Linked DNA regions of Canis lupus: region 2 is linked to region 1. The links are chromatin contacts, called in public Hi-C maps. All regions are on one chromosome and are shown on one strand. The core of a region is the stretch at or near the end of the contact, and the rest is flanking DNA. Distances in the headings are between cores, read along the strand shown.

Region 1 (7,874 bases), core at 1,995-4,494:
TCTAAACCAGTGCAAGACAGCCTGCAGAGTGTGTTTGGAGGAGTTGTAAGGTCCTCCTTTTTTTGAGGCAGTAGGTAGCTCAAACTTACCTACTCCTTATCATGAAACTCAGGTGTGAAACATTAGAACGCACACGATTGACAATGTTAACAATGTCCTATAGCAAGACCTCTTTTTTACTTTAAATTTCCAGGATTCCTTTCACTCCTCTGGGAGATTAAGCCACACAGATGATAGCTTTGTTCTAGAAGTCCATGTCAACTGTGTATATACTAGAGAAGAGAGAATATTTGAGGAAACCTGTGACTTGTGGCATTCTCTCTGATTGCCACTGATGTTTTAGATACATTTCCCTTAGAAAGGGCACTAAGAGAAGTTTATCCAAGGAGTTAGAACATAGGACAGAAAATGAAAATGGGGATAAGATGAAAGGAGTAGAGTACATATTTTGTTTATGAAGCAGCAAGTATTCCTTAAGTATCCACAGTATGCACGGTAGGATACTAGATACTGAGGGGAGATACAAAACCAATGCAATACACACCTCCAGGGATTTGAGATCCTCTGTAAGCTGACATACATTTGTAAGACTGGTAACACCGCCATGAGGCACAGGTCCAAGTGCTGACAATCAATAGTATGTGCTATAGCAGTCTTTCACAGAGGACATGGGGTTGGAGATTAAGAAGGAGGAAGTGCCTGACCTTCCTTACATGGGCACCGGTGACCTGGAACTGTACTATGCATGGTGTTTGATGCAGAAGAAAAGGAAACTATTCAGGCTAGAATGAAACATGTTGGGATCCCTGGGTGGCGCAGCGGTTTGGCGCCTACCTTCGCCCCAGGGCGCGATCCCGGAGACCCGGGATCGAATCCCACGTCGGGCTCCCGGTGCATGGAGCCTGCTTCTCCCTCTGCCTATGTCTCTGCCTCTCTCTCTCTCTCTCTCTGTGACTATCATAAATAAATAAAAATTAAAAAAAAAAAAAAAAAGAATGAAACATGTTCTTTGAGCCACTGAAGGCAGGTGTTGAGACTTTATCAATGGGCCCTGGCCATTATAGATATCTGAATAGACACATAACATTATGAAAAGGATGTCTTAGGAAGAACTGTGTCAGTGGTGGGTTTGAGGGGGAAACACTGGATGAGGAATGACTGGTAGGGAACAGCAGAAATCCAAATGTGCCTAGGATGGTAACTAGGAATAAATGTGAAAGACAGGAATAAAGGGGTTTTTGTGTACGTGTGTGTGTGTGTGTTTTGTGTTTTGTTTTGTTTTGGATTGCTGGGCATGGAAAAGTACTGAGATAGAAAGGGTAAAGAGGATTGAAGTTTACAGCCTGAGTGACTCAGCCTGAGGGGGTGACCTAGTATCAGCTCGGTGATGCAGTAAAGGGAAAAGCCCCAGATTTCAGTAAGTACAATCATGGAATCATGAGGTTTTAAAGCTAGAGAGGGCTCTAGGGATTATTTATTCTGGCACTTCATCTTGTAGGAGAGCAACTGAGGCAAAGGGCAGATATGTGACTCAATCCAGGATAGTGAGCAAGGGAGGGAGGCAAGACTGTAGCAGCCCCCATGTATTCTCCCACCACGTCATCCTGCCTGCTTCACTGTCCTTTCTGCATCATTCTCTGTCTCTCAAACTCTGGACTCGCAAGCAAATTTGACAAAGTAAGAAAAATAGACTGAATTTCTCAAAAAGCTAAATTTATTCATTTAAAGAACTGACCTTTATTCTGTGATTATGTACTGGCTAATGGTGTTAAAATCTCCTTTCATGTATGAAATGAATCATTAATATCAGTAGTGCCATTTTTTACCGTTTTTCTTAGCACAATAACACAATAAGAGCGAATAATTTAAGTTCTTTCTTCAGTTTGGGATTTTTTTTTTATACTGGTCTTGAAAATCTAAATATCCGAGAGTCACTTCTCAGGAGGATGGCAAATTATGTGTGATCTTTTCCAAGCCATACCGGTTGGCGGGGGGTGGGGTGGGGGTGTAAATAGTAGCCATAGAAAAGATTACAGAACAGTGTTTTCCTGTCTCTGCTTCCACCCGCAAGGCCAGGATTAGTAATTTTCTATCAAAAATAGGTCTCTTGCTGGTACTGGGCAGGAGCCCAGGGGATGGACACTGGTCTATGGGGAGGGGATGAGAGATGCCCCCTTCCCCCACGATTCTGAATCTGATTCTTGGCCTTAGACCAAGGCTTGCTGGTAGTAGCGGCCCAGCAATGAGCCCCAATATGGACCCCAATTCTTTGGCATGGCCACGTGATACTTCTTTAATCCTCAGTCATTTGTAAAGTCTTCTGCGAAAGTGGCATTCAAGGCACCTTTCCATGCAGACCGCCTTGTTGCAGAAAGCCCCAGGCCCTTACGGAACTAGACCTTGCTGGGCTATCCCGCCTGCGTCCCAGTGAGGCTCCGCGACGCCTCAGTCCTGGTCTGAGCTCAGTCCCGGGATAGGTAGAACCTGCAAGGGACACTGAGCTGCAGGACTCAGGTGCATTGGGTTAGCAGGCAGGAAGGCCCGTGGCAGCGACCTGCAAAGAAACCTGCCCCGCTGCCTCCTCAATATGACCTAATGGGAAGGGAAACCGCACCGAGAATTAAGGGATCTGGCTGCTTATCCTACAATTTAGGGAGCTAAACACGCCAGTCCACATGGGCCTGGTTCCTCAATTCCCGAACTCCGAGTCTACGATTCCTTCTAGGAATACAAGATCCCAAAGTCCAAGAGGGCTTGGTAGCAGTGTGGGCGCGGAAACACCCCCCACCCCCCAGACGCGCCAAGCCCCAGAGTCTCGGGACCCCACCCTGCAGCTTCCGGGCGAGTATCCGAGGGCGGAGTGCGCGTCCCCGCGGGGCTCGGCGTGCGCGTCCCCGCGGGGGCTCGGCGTGCGCGTCCCCGCGGGGCTCGGCGCGCGCGTCTCCGCGGGGCTCAGCGTGCGCGTCCCCGCGGGGCTCAGCGTGCGCGTCTCCGCGGGGCTCAGCGTGCGCGTCTCCGCGGGGTTGCAGCCGCCGCCGGGGCCGCCGCGGTGGCCGGGCCGAGCCCGTCTGGGGGGCGGGGCCGAGCGGGGCGGGGCGGGGCGGGGCCGAGCGGGGCGGGGCCGCCTGAGGGGGGCGGCCGCCGGGGGAGGTGGCGGAGGCGCCGGCCGGGAGGAGAAAAGGCGGCGGCCCGGCGGGGCTGAGAGGCCCGGCGGAGGAGGCGGACCGCGCGGGGCTGCGGGGCGCGGAGCGGCCGGGACCGCGCGGAGCAGCCGAGCACGGCGGCCTCGGCAGGCAGGGCCTGGGCCGCGGTTCGGCCGCGCGGGGCGGTGAGTGTCGGGAGGCCGGCGGGGCAGGCCGGCGGGGGAGGCCGGAGGCGGCGGCCGGGCCGTGCGAGGCCCGCGGCCGTGGGTCGGTCCCGAGGGCCGGGCCTGCGCCGAGCGAGCAGAGGCCCGCCGAGGAGGGACGGCAAATGGCGACCCGAGGCCGGGGACCGACCCCCGAGTCCCCGGGCCTGTCTGTGGGCGGGGGGGGCGGGGCCCGGCAGCCCTCGGGCAGCCCTCGGGCAGCCCTCGGGACCTCGAGAACCCGGCGTCGGGTCCCTCTGCCTTCGGGAGCTTGGGTGACGGGACAGACGGTCCAAGTAAGGCGGGGACGCGCCATCGCGGTCCCCCGGGATGAGAGAAGTTGGTGACTTTGCCGTTCCTGGTGGCGAGCGGGAGCGGCCGCCGTCCTAGCCTCAGCCCCTGCTAAAGGGAAACTGCCTGATCGCCAGGGCCGGGGGCTGCTCTTTGCGGCGGGTGCTCGGAGGGGGCGGCGGGGCGCGCGCTGGGTCCGGTCCGGCCGCCGGAGTCGGTTTTCGGCCGCGCTTCCCGCACTCCGACCGCCTCTTGCTTTTCTTTCTGAGCCGTGTCGTAAGCCCCAGATAAAGGATGGTTGGGAAGGAATTGACCTTTTATCCCACAACTGCTTTGTTGACTCGGATCCAAGATGACGCTATTTATGGGCATTCTGATACCAGCGTAGGCTAAAGCTTAAAACTTTGAATAAATAACAAACTTCCCAGACTCTTTGGACTATTCGTGCGTGTGCGTGTACCGCGTGGTGTATCCTTTAGAGACCTAAGAAGTTACAGGAGCAGGTTGTGCGTTTGCCCGTATTTATTACCGTTTTGGAAAGCACTCCGGTTTTCAACGCAGCAAAGGGAAAAGAATAGCATAAAATGTATGTTTAGGATTTCTCTTTTCTTTTCTTTTTTTTTTTTTTTAAGATTTTTTTTTTTTTTTTTTTTTTTTTTTTTTTTTTTTTTACTTGACAGAGCACAACCCCGGAGCGGCAGGCAGAGGAGGGGGACGAGCAGGTCCCGGCGCCGCAGGGAGCCCCGTGGGGTCCGCCGGGGATCCCGGGACCGTGAGCTGGGCCAAAGGCAGACGCTTAACCGACCGGGCCACCTAGGTGCTCTCACTTCCCCCCTTTTTTTTTTTTTTTTTTTTAAGAAAATACTTTATTTATTTATATTAAGAATTTTTCTAAGGGTCCAGTTTTTCGGTGTACAGTTTCCGCTGAATCACTGTTCTTTATGCTTAGTCACAGTTTCTTACTCCAGAAGCTTAATCGGGGATAACATGGTGTTTTGGTAACGTGTAAGTTGCCGATTCGTTTTTATCTAGTACTTTAATGCAGTGACATAAGGTTTCTGTGTGTGTGTGTGTGTGTGTGTGTGTGTGTGATTCTGGAAATACTCGGTGGAGTTTTGTAAATGTTCTCAGAGAACTGAAGTTTTTTGATACAGGCAAACTTTTATGCACTCTGGGTGTGCTGGGTATTTTATTTCAGTCCAGTATTTCTCCATCTCTAGCGTTGGACACTTTTAAAAAAATACAAAGTGTCATAATAAAATACCTATTAAAGGACAATAACACTTTGAAATAACACTTACAGTTAGGCAGGTACTTTGAGGTCACCACGTGGGTGTGGTTAATGTGTGTTTACTATTTGATACACTGTATTACTGAAATGTGGCTTTTAATGGGATAAGTCCTATGCTACTTTGTATGATTTTGGATACATCTTTTTTTTTTTTTTTCCTTTTTTTTTGGATACTCTTTTAACTGAGTTCCTAGGATTGTTTGTTTCATTCAAGGAGGTATTTGGCTTCTTTGACAGTCTTCAATCATAGACTATGTAAAATATTTAATTTCAAATTCAGGTTGATGAAATATGTGAGATTGGCATTGAGCTCATGGTTTTTACATTGTAGGTAGCTAGATAGTTAAATACAGATAAGCATACCTCAATTAAAATCCAGTCTCTGAAAATCCTTTACAAAAAAAGGTACATCTTTTCATTGGAAAATGTTAACTAACATAGGTTATTTTCTCATACAATTGCTTTTTATAAGGTTTACAAGTAGAAATGACCTGATATAAAAAATAGTTTTACAGAAAGCTTTGCCTACATAAACATGGCTGTTGTGTAAAGTGAGTACATCCCTTTTCTGAGTATTAGACTGTATCCTGTTGGATATACACATAACCAATCTCTGTAGAGTTCTAAATTGTTTTCACAGTAGAGTAATTGCCTCAAGGTCACAAAGCTGAGATCCCTTGGAAACCCCTTCCCCTGTGCCATGCTGCCCATTTTAATAAGCTGAGTACCACCATTTAGGTGTATTATTTTTATCTGAGGATCGACGCAAACAGGTTCTAGTCCAAAGCATTAAATATTAATATTATTTTAAGTTCTGATGTAAGTCTGTAATAATTTCATTTGCTTATTTAGTGGAGAACATTGCAAGTAGTTAGAACTATCACTTTGGAATTAGCTACTCATGACCATATTTAGACACAGAAGGTATATGTTTTGATTATATCATAACTGGAAGGGAAACATTTGACAATTTTCCATATAATTAGGTCGTCATTCTATAAATAAAAAGAGCTAAAATTTGATAAAAGGAATGAATACAGTGTAACCCACTTAGCCATTTTGGACTCATCAGGAGTGCAAGTGCTTTGAGTTTGGAGTTTAAGGTAGTGGATTTTTTAATCTTGCCTAGTCACCGCACCCCCCTCCCCCCCCAGCCACACACACACACACCCCTTTTAAACCAGTGAAATAAGATGTCCAGCTGAGGTTATAGATTTGCTGTGGTCTTTAAAACTGCATTTGGTCAGCAAATCACCCAGCAGGTGTTTGTATTTAATATTAATTGTACAACTAATTGTATTACTCTAGTACTATACAAGAAGGATGAGACTTACTCAGAGGAGCTTATAACTGATTGCTAAATGTAAAATTTCAGTCACAGACTTGTGTTAACTAATTGAACAGGTCTGTCTAGTTGTATTTCAGCCTCACATTGAAGCAACATAGAATAGAATTGTTTCATCTAGTACCATATTAACTGCAATATTAAACAGTTGGCTGATGCCACTTCCTTTTTTGAGCTGCTTTTCTTAGCCCTGTACCTACTTAGGCACGTGCGTATGTGTGGACACCTCAACCTCTGCTTTTCTTGTTGAAACTGATGCCTCTATATCCAAGTAACCAGTAACCAGAGCACACAGTTGATTAGGGAGTTAAAATAGTGGAAAAATATACGAGTAAATGTTTACTTCTGTGCCTTTTATGACTATTTTTTAAGATTTTAAGATAATGGAAGGTTGAAATGAACTTTCTTTGATTTCCTTGTCCCTTTGACTTGCTTTTTTTAATAGACGGTTTATCTTACTCTATATATAATGCTTGGAATGTATGACTTAGGAACTCAGTAAATGTTTGAGCACTATAGACTTTTTATAGCTGGTACAATAAGGTAATTTTGACTTAATTTGTGTAATACTAGGTTTGTAAAATTGTATTTTTTGATGAAGTATATGTAGTTTTCCATGAAATCAAGAATCTCGTTTTGGAATCCATTTGCCTGTTTATTATAGTATAAATCTTTCGTTTATTCATTTTTCTAAAATAAGTGAAGCTCCAATTAGGCACAGTCTGGAATATAGGAAACATAGGAATGGATGAGAACGAGATGGTTCTGCCACCTTCATGGAGCTTATAGTTTTCCTGTGGAGGTAGATATTAAAGGATAATGACTAGTTGTGACTAGTATAACCAAGGAAATATACAATGTGTAATGAGCACACAGCATCGTATGAGATCCATACCTTTGTCTTTGGTATTTGGAAAGTAACATATGGGCTGAGATTAAAGATTTGAGGCAGGAGTTATGGGGTGGGAGGGCGCCGCCCATCTTTGCATGTGTCTTGCTGACAGAGGTACACATAGCAGCAAGCTGTGTTGAGTACTTTGAGTGACTTGACTTAGCATATTTTAAAATCACACTAACTTGCAATGCTTTATTTATCTCCTTAATTATTTTAACGAATCTGGAAAAATAAAGAAATGGTTTTCTGAAGGCAATTATTTTTATGTATAGAAATAGCTTTAAATAACAAGGCCTCCTTTCACTGTATGGGACAATGCCATGTCTTAAGCTATTTTTATGGATTGCTTGTCAGTCACAGAGTATGAATTGGCCAAGAATTTCTGTTTGAAAAAATTGAAACTATTGTAAGACATTTAATCATTTACAAATATTTTCTTTTTTTTTTACTTTTTTTACAAATATTTTCTAATCTAATGAGACTTCTTCCAGTTGCTCAAATTTAAGTGTAAACTATAGAGATGTTAAGATTCGTTTTCAAGAGAGTTTAAGAAAACTTAATATTGAGGAGTTTTAAATTAAGGTTTTGTTGAACTTGAAGCCTCAGTTTTAGCAACATGTTTTCTGATGGGCCTGCTGTGTGTTCAACTGATATATCAGGGACGGATGTTTTAAACTCGTTTCACAGAATTCATGAGCAATTGCAA
Region 2 (7,874 bases), core at 2,077-4,576, 150 kb before region 1:
TTGCTTTATAATTTGTGAGAGACAGAAGGCACACAGCTTGAATTTTCAGTTTTCAGGTTGAGTTTGCAGCAGGTGAGACATAACTTTGGAGTTTGAAATAAATCCAACCTGTAAATAATCACGGAAATTTTTAAGTGAAAATTAACAATTACATCTATCCACAGCTAGGCTGAAGAAAAGCTGTGAAGTTCTACACATGAAGATTTGTGTTGAGGTCACACACCTCCTGCCCTGCAACATATCCTGCTCATACTACAGCAAAACATGCCCAATCCTCCTGATATCAGTTTTTGTTTGTTTGACCTGGCATACACTCCCTCACACACAGCTGATCACCCCTGCCAGCACCAATTTTGCACGACTGTTTCTTTCTCCCACTCTCTGTTAGAACTACACAGATTTTTAACAATGGCTTTGGGCATTGCAATTCATTCTGGAATAGTGACTTTATCCTAATACTTTCATTTTGTCAGGAGGAGGAAAAGCAGTCCCAAGACAGGTTGGTAGTAGAGGAAAAAGCAAAAGAGTCATCTTTGGCAAGCCTCAACCATACTGAGTGGCCATCATCTTCACTTTCACGGAGCAGGCAAAAGTAAGTACAATATGGAATAAACTTCTCAAGTAATTTTATTAATGACCTATTTAAGGGGAAAAAAAAACAGTCCTGGACCTGACTGATCCTTATTGTTAATATATACAGCCCTGTGTCACCAAATAATTATAAACTTCTTGCCTTCATTTTTCCCATGCCAACCTAGGAAGTTTGGGGGTCAATTGTTGATTTTTATTTGATAGACAAATACATGACTGAGTAGTAAGAAGCAACAGCCTAGATTGAGTAGTCAAGAGGAGTTCTATATCCTCTTTTCTCTCAGAGCTAAACAGTGGCAAATCATCAAATTTTTCTCTCAGAATCCTCTTCTGTAAAATGAGAATTTTAAATACCTCATATTATCATTTTAAGAATCAAATAGAAAAATGAACCCAAAAGTGCTTTGCAAAATAGAAAGTTCTATCCATAAATCATCAGCTATCCTGTTTGTACCAGAAAGGGAGTTAAGTTTGTATTAATTCACCTATTCTCTCTCAACCAGTCCTCCTCCTTAAGAACAATTTATTCATTTCCAAAAGAAATTTGAATTAGAGTGTGGCTACAATAAAGTTACCTTTCCCAAAAAGAACTGAATCTATAAGGGAAGGGAGAAGAAATGTGTGGGAAATATCAGAAAGGGAGACAGAACGTAAAGACTGCTAACTCTGGGAAACGAACTAGGGGTGGTAGAAGGGGAGGAGGGCAGGGGGTGGGAGTGAATGGGTGACGGGCACTGGGGGTTATTCTGTATGTTAGTAAATTGAACACCAATAAAAAATTTAAAAAAAAAAAAGAACTGAATCTATAGCTTTAGCCTAGTGAGATCACTCAGGAAACAGGTGGTCTGTGGAGATGAATTCTAATCTTTATCCTCCCTGCCAGGATGGGGTTCAGGTGTGTGACTGTGCAGGTGTACAGGGCCCTGACCTCAGAAGGGCCCTCCCAGGTGTGGTGCTCTGCCACAAAGGTTTGCTGCCTGTTGCCATCTTGGAATTCTTAATAATTTTTCATTTTGCAGTGGGCTGGGCAGATTAGGTAGCTCACTTCTCCATTACATCCTCTTATACTACACAAATGTGCATACCACAGGTCCAAAATGCATGTTTTATTTTGTATTCAGTTGCATATTATTCTATTTTGTTCTATGTATGTATGTATATCTTGTTCTTTGCTTCTGACCCAGGGCAGGACATCGTTAGTTTCCTGTTAGTCCCTTGCTCCCAGGGTTAGCAAGGGAGCCTTGAATATCTCTAATGATGCTATGTCATTCACTACTCTAGAGCAGATTAAAATGTATTCTCTCTGGAAAAATCATTAATTAATTAATTAATTTTGCCTGGCACCAGACGGGCTCAAAGAAAACTATGAGCTTAATTAATTCTCTGCTCCAATGGTAAGAAGTGACATGAAACTACCAAACATAACACTTTACAGTTCAATATACATTTAAATGCTTTTCAAATTATACTTCCTAAAGAAAGGATCCCTCCTCTTGTATTTACTAACATGATCAGTTCTTCATTGAAGGACTCTGCTCACCCATTGCTCCAGCATTAATATTACTTTTCCTACTTTTCTTTGCTATTATTCTTTTATCTTTTTATTTTTATTTAAATTCAATTAAGTAATAATGTATTATTGCTTTCATTTGTAGAAGTCAGTGATTCATCAGTCTCATACAATACCCAGTGCTCTGTACATCAGGTGCCCTCTTTAATGCCCATTACCCAGTTACTCCAGTCCTCCATTCCCCTCCTCTCCAGCAACCCTCATTGCTTAAGAGCCTCAAGGTTTGTCTCCTAAGCAAAGTAAGTCAATTAGAGGAAGGCAATTATCATATGCTCTCACCCACATGGGAAACAAAACAAGATCATAGGAGGGAAAAGGAAAAAATAAAACGAGGCAAAATCAGAGAGGTAGTATTAATTTTTCAACTTGCCTCATGAAGCCTGGGGGAAGGTAACTGATTTCCAGCAAACTTTACAGGATTTAGTTGATGTAAATGGCTTCAAGTTTAGAGGTCTGTGATAAAGCTCTGTACTGGGTAGGCTATGGACCGCTCTGACCTGTCTCTGCAGCTACAACGGATGTTCTCCTAGGCAAGAACTTTGAGACCTAAGATGCCCCTTTTTGGCATAATGCTGAATCCTTACTAGGTACTCATTCATCATTGAGTGCCTGACGCTTCCTGAGGATCATTTTACGAGTTCTTGACCCTGAAGCCTCTCAGAGTTATTCCAAAGTTAACTAAACTTAAGTCTACATCGGTGAGAAAGAGGCTTCCTCTCAGCGAGGCGGGGAAAAAAAAAAAAAAAAAAGATATTAGAAAGCCAGACTCACACAATACATGCAGTTTTTCTTTCCTCCTCTTAAATTGTATACTCATTTTCCCCTGAAAAGTCTTTTAAAATAACTTTCCTGAAAGAGCTAAGCTTCATCGGTGCTCAGACTCTGCTTTCTGGAAGGAATAAAAGAGGTGCGTTTGCAGAGCTCTCGCCGGCCAGGTCCCTAAAGCCACCAACTAGCTCCCATCCCGGGCTCCCAGCGGAGCCCCGCCCACACCTGATACTCTGCGCAGGGCCCCGCCTCCCGCTTAGAGGTTCCAACCAATCCTGAACTCCTAATGTGGGGCAGCGCTATCGCGAGATTCCAACTGTATCCTCCGCTAGACTTTCACCGTGTGGACTTGCGCAGAAGCGACTTATGAAGCCATCACCGGAGAAAAGGGGCGGGGCGCTCCGACGTGCGCGTCCGCCTTGACCCCACGCTCCAGCGCGCACCCGGCAGCTGGGCGCTGTGGTTTCTGGGCCCCCCGGGAACCCCGACACAAACCAGCATAAAGCGCGCGTGCCCGTCTTAAGCTGGTGTTCGGTGGGTGGCGAATGCATGCCCGTGACCTGCGGTGCAGAGCGGTTCAAGAGGCTTAGAGAACCAGCCTAGGTAGGCGCTTGGGTGCTGGAGGGTCAGGGGTCAGAGGTCGGGCACGGTAGACGCCTCCACTCGGAGACGGAGGTCCCCGGGAGGGAAGACTGTTGTTCCGGAGCCCGGGAAGCTAAAGGGCTGAAAGGGAGTCTCTCGGACTGCGCGAGTCTCTCGGACCCTTTCCCATCCCAGGCTTGGGGGCCGCTGGACCGCTGCGGCTCCCCCGGGGGAAGGTAGGGCCGTGGGGAAGGAGGCTGTGCTTCTCCCCGGGGGCTGGGGCCTGCGGTGTTCAGACCGAGCGTCCGAGGGACCGGCGTCGCGCTCCTCGGCCTCGCGGGTGGCTTGTTTGCCCGGCCTGCTGCGAGTGATGCGGCGCTGACAGCCCAGCTCAGACTCCGTGAACCGCTCTTGAGTTTCGGAGGAAAACCGAGTGGGTATCCGCGTTCGTCGGGCACACGCCCCTGGAGACTGGATCCGGGCCGCTGCCTAGCGTCTTGGTGCTCGGGGTTGTAATGCGGTAAAGGGGAGGCGAGGCTTCCAAGTTAGTCTGAAAGTTCTCAGTTACCTTTGGAGTCCGATGAATTACATTCGCCCTCAAAACCATCCTTGTACGTTGTGCATTTTGACTCCGTGGTCGTTGCTAGGTTGATGAACAAAGATACATTATTTGATGAGCAAAGATACCTTATTTGATGATTGTCACTTTCAGACATAGCACTAGTAATTAATGGCCATTAAGCTCGTGCTGTTTTTTTCTAAGTGACTTTACATGACCCAGGAGGTAGAAATACTAGATGTTCGATGTTTTCCTACGTGTATTTAAATTACTTTAACTCTTTAACTGAACAAAATATCTTTTTAAAGTCATTACAGCTACTTAAAATTGTTTTTATTGGATGGTAGCAAGATGTTGAAACGTCTATTAATAGAAATGATGCATAACATCTGTACTGTCACCAGAAAGACCCTCTGGTTTATAATCAGAAATGATGCTGAGCATTACTGAGCATTAACGAGAGACGTGTGTATGGACTGCGTAACCTGTGCTTGCCAGATCTTCCCAAGTCGAATTAGCCAATAAGCTAGCAGTTGACAATAAAATAGTTTACTTTTGAAAGATGCTACTATGTATATGTCCTCTTTTGGCCCAAGCCTAAGAACTCCACTTGCAGAATTATTAAATCTTTTTTTTTTAATTTTATTTATTTATTTATTTATTTATTTATTTATTTATTTATTTATGATAGTCACACAGTGAGAGAGAGAGAGAGAGAGAGAGGCAGAGACACAGGCAGAGGGAGAAGCAGGCTCCATGCACCGGGAGCCTGACGTGATTCGATCCCAGGTCTCCAGGATCGCGCCCTGGGCCAAAGGCAGGCGCTAAACCGCTGCGCCACCCAGGGATCCCCTATTAAATCTTTTATTAAAAGTTCAGGCTACAAAGATTTGGAGGAAGAGAATGTACTGGTGAAAAATGCCTTCTTTTTGAGGGCATTTTTCAAGTTTATGTGACTGACACATTTTGGGGTTCAATAGATGAAAACACTCTCATCTTGCTGAAGTCATTGCTACAGAAACATTGTGATAATGCTAGATCATTAAAAGCTTCTCACTAATCCGTGGTGACTGGGCTTTGCTTGCATAAGGCTCACCTTGGGCAGCAGTGTGGCAGATGTACACTTCTTATTGTTCTTAAATTCTAAATCCAGGCCTACCATGGAATTGTTTTAAGTCAGGATTTGTATGTGTCTTTTAATGAAGAGATAATAATTTGGAGGGAAAAAAAATCTAAATCAAAGTTTAGTAATCGTTTGTCATATTGTCTTAGTAACTTAACATTTTATGTTTATTTTTCTAAAAATCTGTCTTTGTTTTCTCTTGAAGGTATGGGTCAGTCAGTTTTCTCTGTCTCATTCAGGGCCAGAAATAGTAAAGAATAGTTTCACATTACTTGTAATCTTCTAGAATGTGGTTAAGAGACTCTTGTCTAAAAACGAACATAGTACTTAAGAGGGAGGATATTTGGTATTTGGGGAATTAGAGATATTTGTTTCACCTTGTTTTGAATATCAATTCCATGCTGGCATTGGGGGTACAATGGTGAATAGGATACCATTCCTGCCCAGCTGTCATAGCCTTCAAAGTCATACAGTTAGAACAGTGCAGCAGTTGGGATCAGGGAGGAATGGCCCTTAACTCAGCATGCCTGGTGGTGGAAGGTTTTCTGGGGAAGATTGGAACAGCAACAGGTAGAAAAAGTATGAGAGAGCATTTCAAGCAAAAGGCTTTTTACACTTAAATGTAGGACAATTAAGATGTGGTTCCTATTTTAAAACCTCAAATAAACATGTTTTACCCAAACTCTGATATTTAAGGAGGAGGAATAAGAAGTAGAATAATCAAAAATGGGACTCAGGTAGTGTATAGAAAACCAGAAGAAGGATTTGGAATATGATTAGAAATCTATAGAATTTTACTGGTACTTGACTTATTAGCTGCCAATTAACATTATGATTATAAGTAGTTTTGATCAAATAACATCTTCTTGGTTCAAGAAGTTATCCCTGGATAGAAATCCCTTAAGAAAAGAGTCAATCTGGGATCCCTGGGTGGCTCAGAGGTTTAGCACCTGCCTTTGGCCCAGGGCCTGGTCCTGGAGGCCTGGGATTGAGTCCCACATCAGGCTCCGTGTGTGGAGCCTGTGTCTCTACCTCTTTCTCTCTCTCTCTGTCTCTCATGAATAAATAAATAAAATCTTTTTAAAAAAAAAAAAAGAATCTAAATAAGATTTTTTTTTTTTTAATCATGAATGTATGTTCAGTTCTGGTTTAATTGGCTAGCGTAGAACTTGGGCATCAAGATTTTTTAAAGTTCCCCCAGATGATTCTAATGTGCAGTCAAGTTTGAGACACACAGATGCATGGTCCTCCATCCTACCACATTACAGCTTGGTTATTAGAATATATAATTTATAGTTTCAAAGATGGTGGTGATTAGCAGTTACTGCTCATTGAATGTATGCTAAACTTCTGTTAACTGTATTATGGCACTTATATTATTTCTAAGGATAATCCTATCATCCCCATCTTAGAAATGAGAAAACTCGCACAGAGAGGTTAGTTAGATAACTCTCTGTGCACACAGTAAATGCCAAAGCTAGAATTAGAATCTTTTCTCCTGTAAGCCATTGCTTTGCAGCTGTGAGACTCTATAGCTAGTTCCTTTTGGGTCTTTTAGAGTTAACAATTCATAATTGCCATGTTTTTAATATTAGCATTATTGTTGGTAATAAATTATCTAACCCACCATCACCACCACTGCCGCCTCATATCCACACTCTGCCATTAGCAGTTCTACCCGGTAGAGAAGTATGGTACATTACCCTCCCTCTTCAGTTTGGTCCGTTACTGTGACTTGCTTTATTTATTTTGTGGAACCTTGTACTTTTGCTGTGACCACACTTTAAAAAGTACTTGTGTGATTGGATTTACACTGTTACCCTTCAGCTATGGTGATAAGTATATTTGGGAGTTGCTTTACTGGTCCTAGGAGGAAAATGAGAACTACATTATAAGCAGGGTTGAACTGCTCCTCCAGAAACCTCACCTACATCAGCCAACCCTCAGCTAACCAGCTAACCTGCAGATCTGTGAGATTAAATGATTGCTTTCTTAAGATATTGAGCTTTGGAGTGCTGTACAATGTTATCTGGCATTATTTGTGGCCATAATCAACTAATAAGTTGATATAGCCGAACTTTTCAGACTTCTAGCAGAATGACCAAATTCCAGTATTCTAACCTACGTTCTGATAAGAACTGGACAAAGATAAACACATAGGTTATTGGGGGCTTCCAGTATTATTCTTCCAAGATCATAGACAAGATAAGGTTCTTATACTTAACCATAGTAAGAGATTGTTTACAGTTTATTACTTGCAGATTCATAAAGCAGGCACTGGCTAAGGAAATGGAATTCTCATGATACTTGCTAACCTTTTTGCAGTTTTGAGAATGTCTTATATTTGCACCGTCTAGTATAGTAGCCACTGTTCACATATGACTGTTAAGTGCTTAAAAGTGTGGCTAGTGAGATTGAGGAGCTGAGTTTATGATGCTATTTAAGCTTATTTAAAGTTAAAAAGCCACATGCAGTGTGACTACTAAGAGAATTAATTATCCATTTATATTTTGTCAGTAAATTACTCATTTTTTCTAGAATTTTCAAGTTAATTAGAATAAAAATGTTCTTTGTTTAAAAAAAGATTTTTATTTATTTACTTATAAATGAGAGACACACAGAGAGAGGCTAAGACATAGGCAGAGAGAAACAGGCTCCCCGTGGGGACTCCATCCCAGGAT

The links. Hi-C and Micro-C count contacts between places; a contact is called where the count stands out from the background.
Region 2: a contact with region 1 is called in a Hi-C map of blood, with 4 times the contacts expected there. The contact joins the promoter of SHPRH here to the promoter of FBXO30 in region 1. A contact is called at or near these places in 2 of 9 Hi-C or Micro-C datasets (both in blood).

The regions. Positions count from the first base shown.
Region 1 is chr1:37,262,681-37,270,554 of UU_Cfam_GSD_1.0, reverse strand. FBXO30 (F-box only protein 30) reads left to right here and starts at 3,244. Exons shown (of 3, transcript XM_038526265.1): 1 at 3,244-3,328.
Region 2 is chr1:37,407,782-37,415,655 of UU_Cfam_GSD_1.0, reverse strand. It overlaps SHPRH (E3 ubiquitin-protein ligase SHPRH), which reads left to right and starts at 3,326. Exons shown (of 30, transcript XM_038526268.1): 1 at 3,326-3,532. LOC111095614 (a long non-coding RNA gene) reads right to left here and starts at 3,313. Exons shown (of 2, transcript XR_005353634.1): 1 at 2,933-3,313; 2 at 1-108.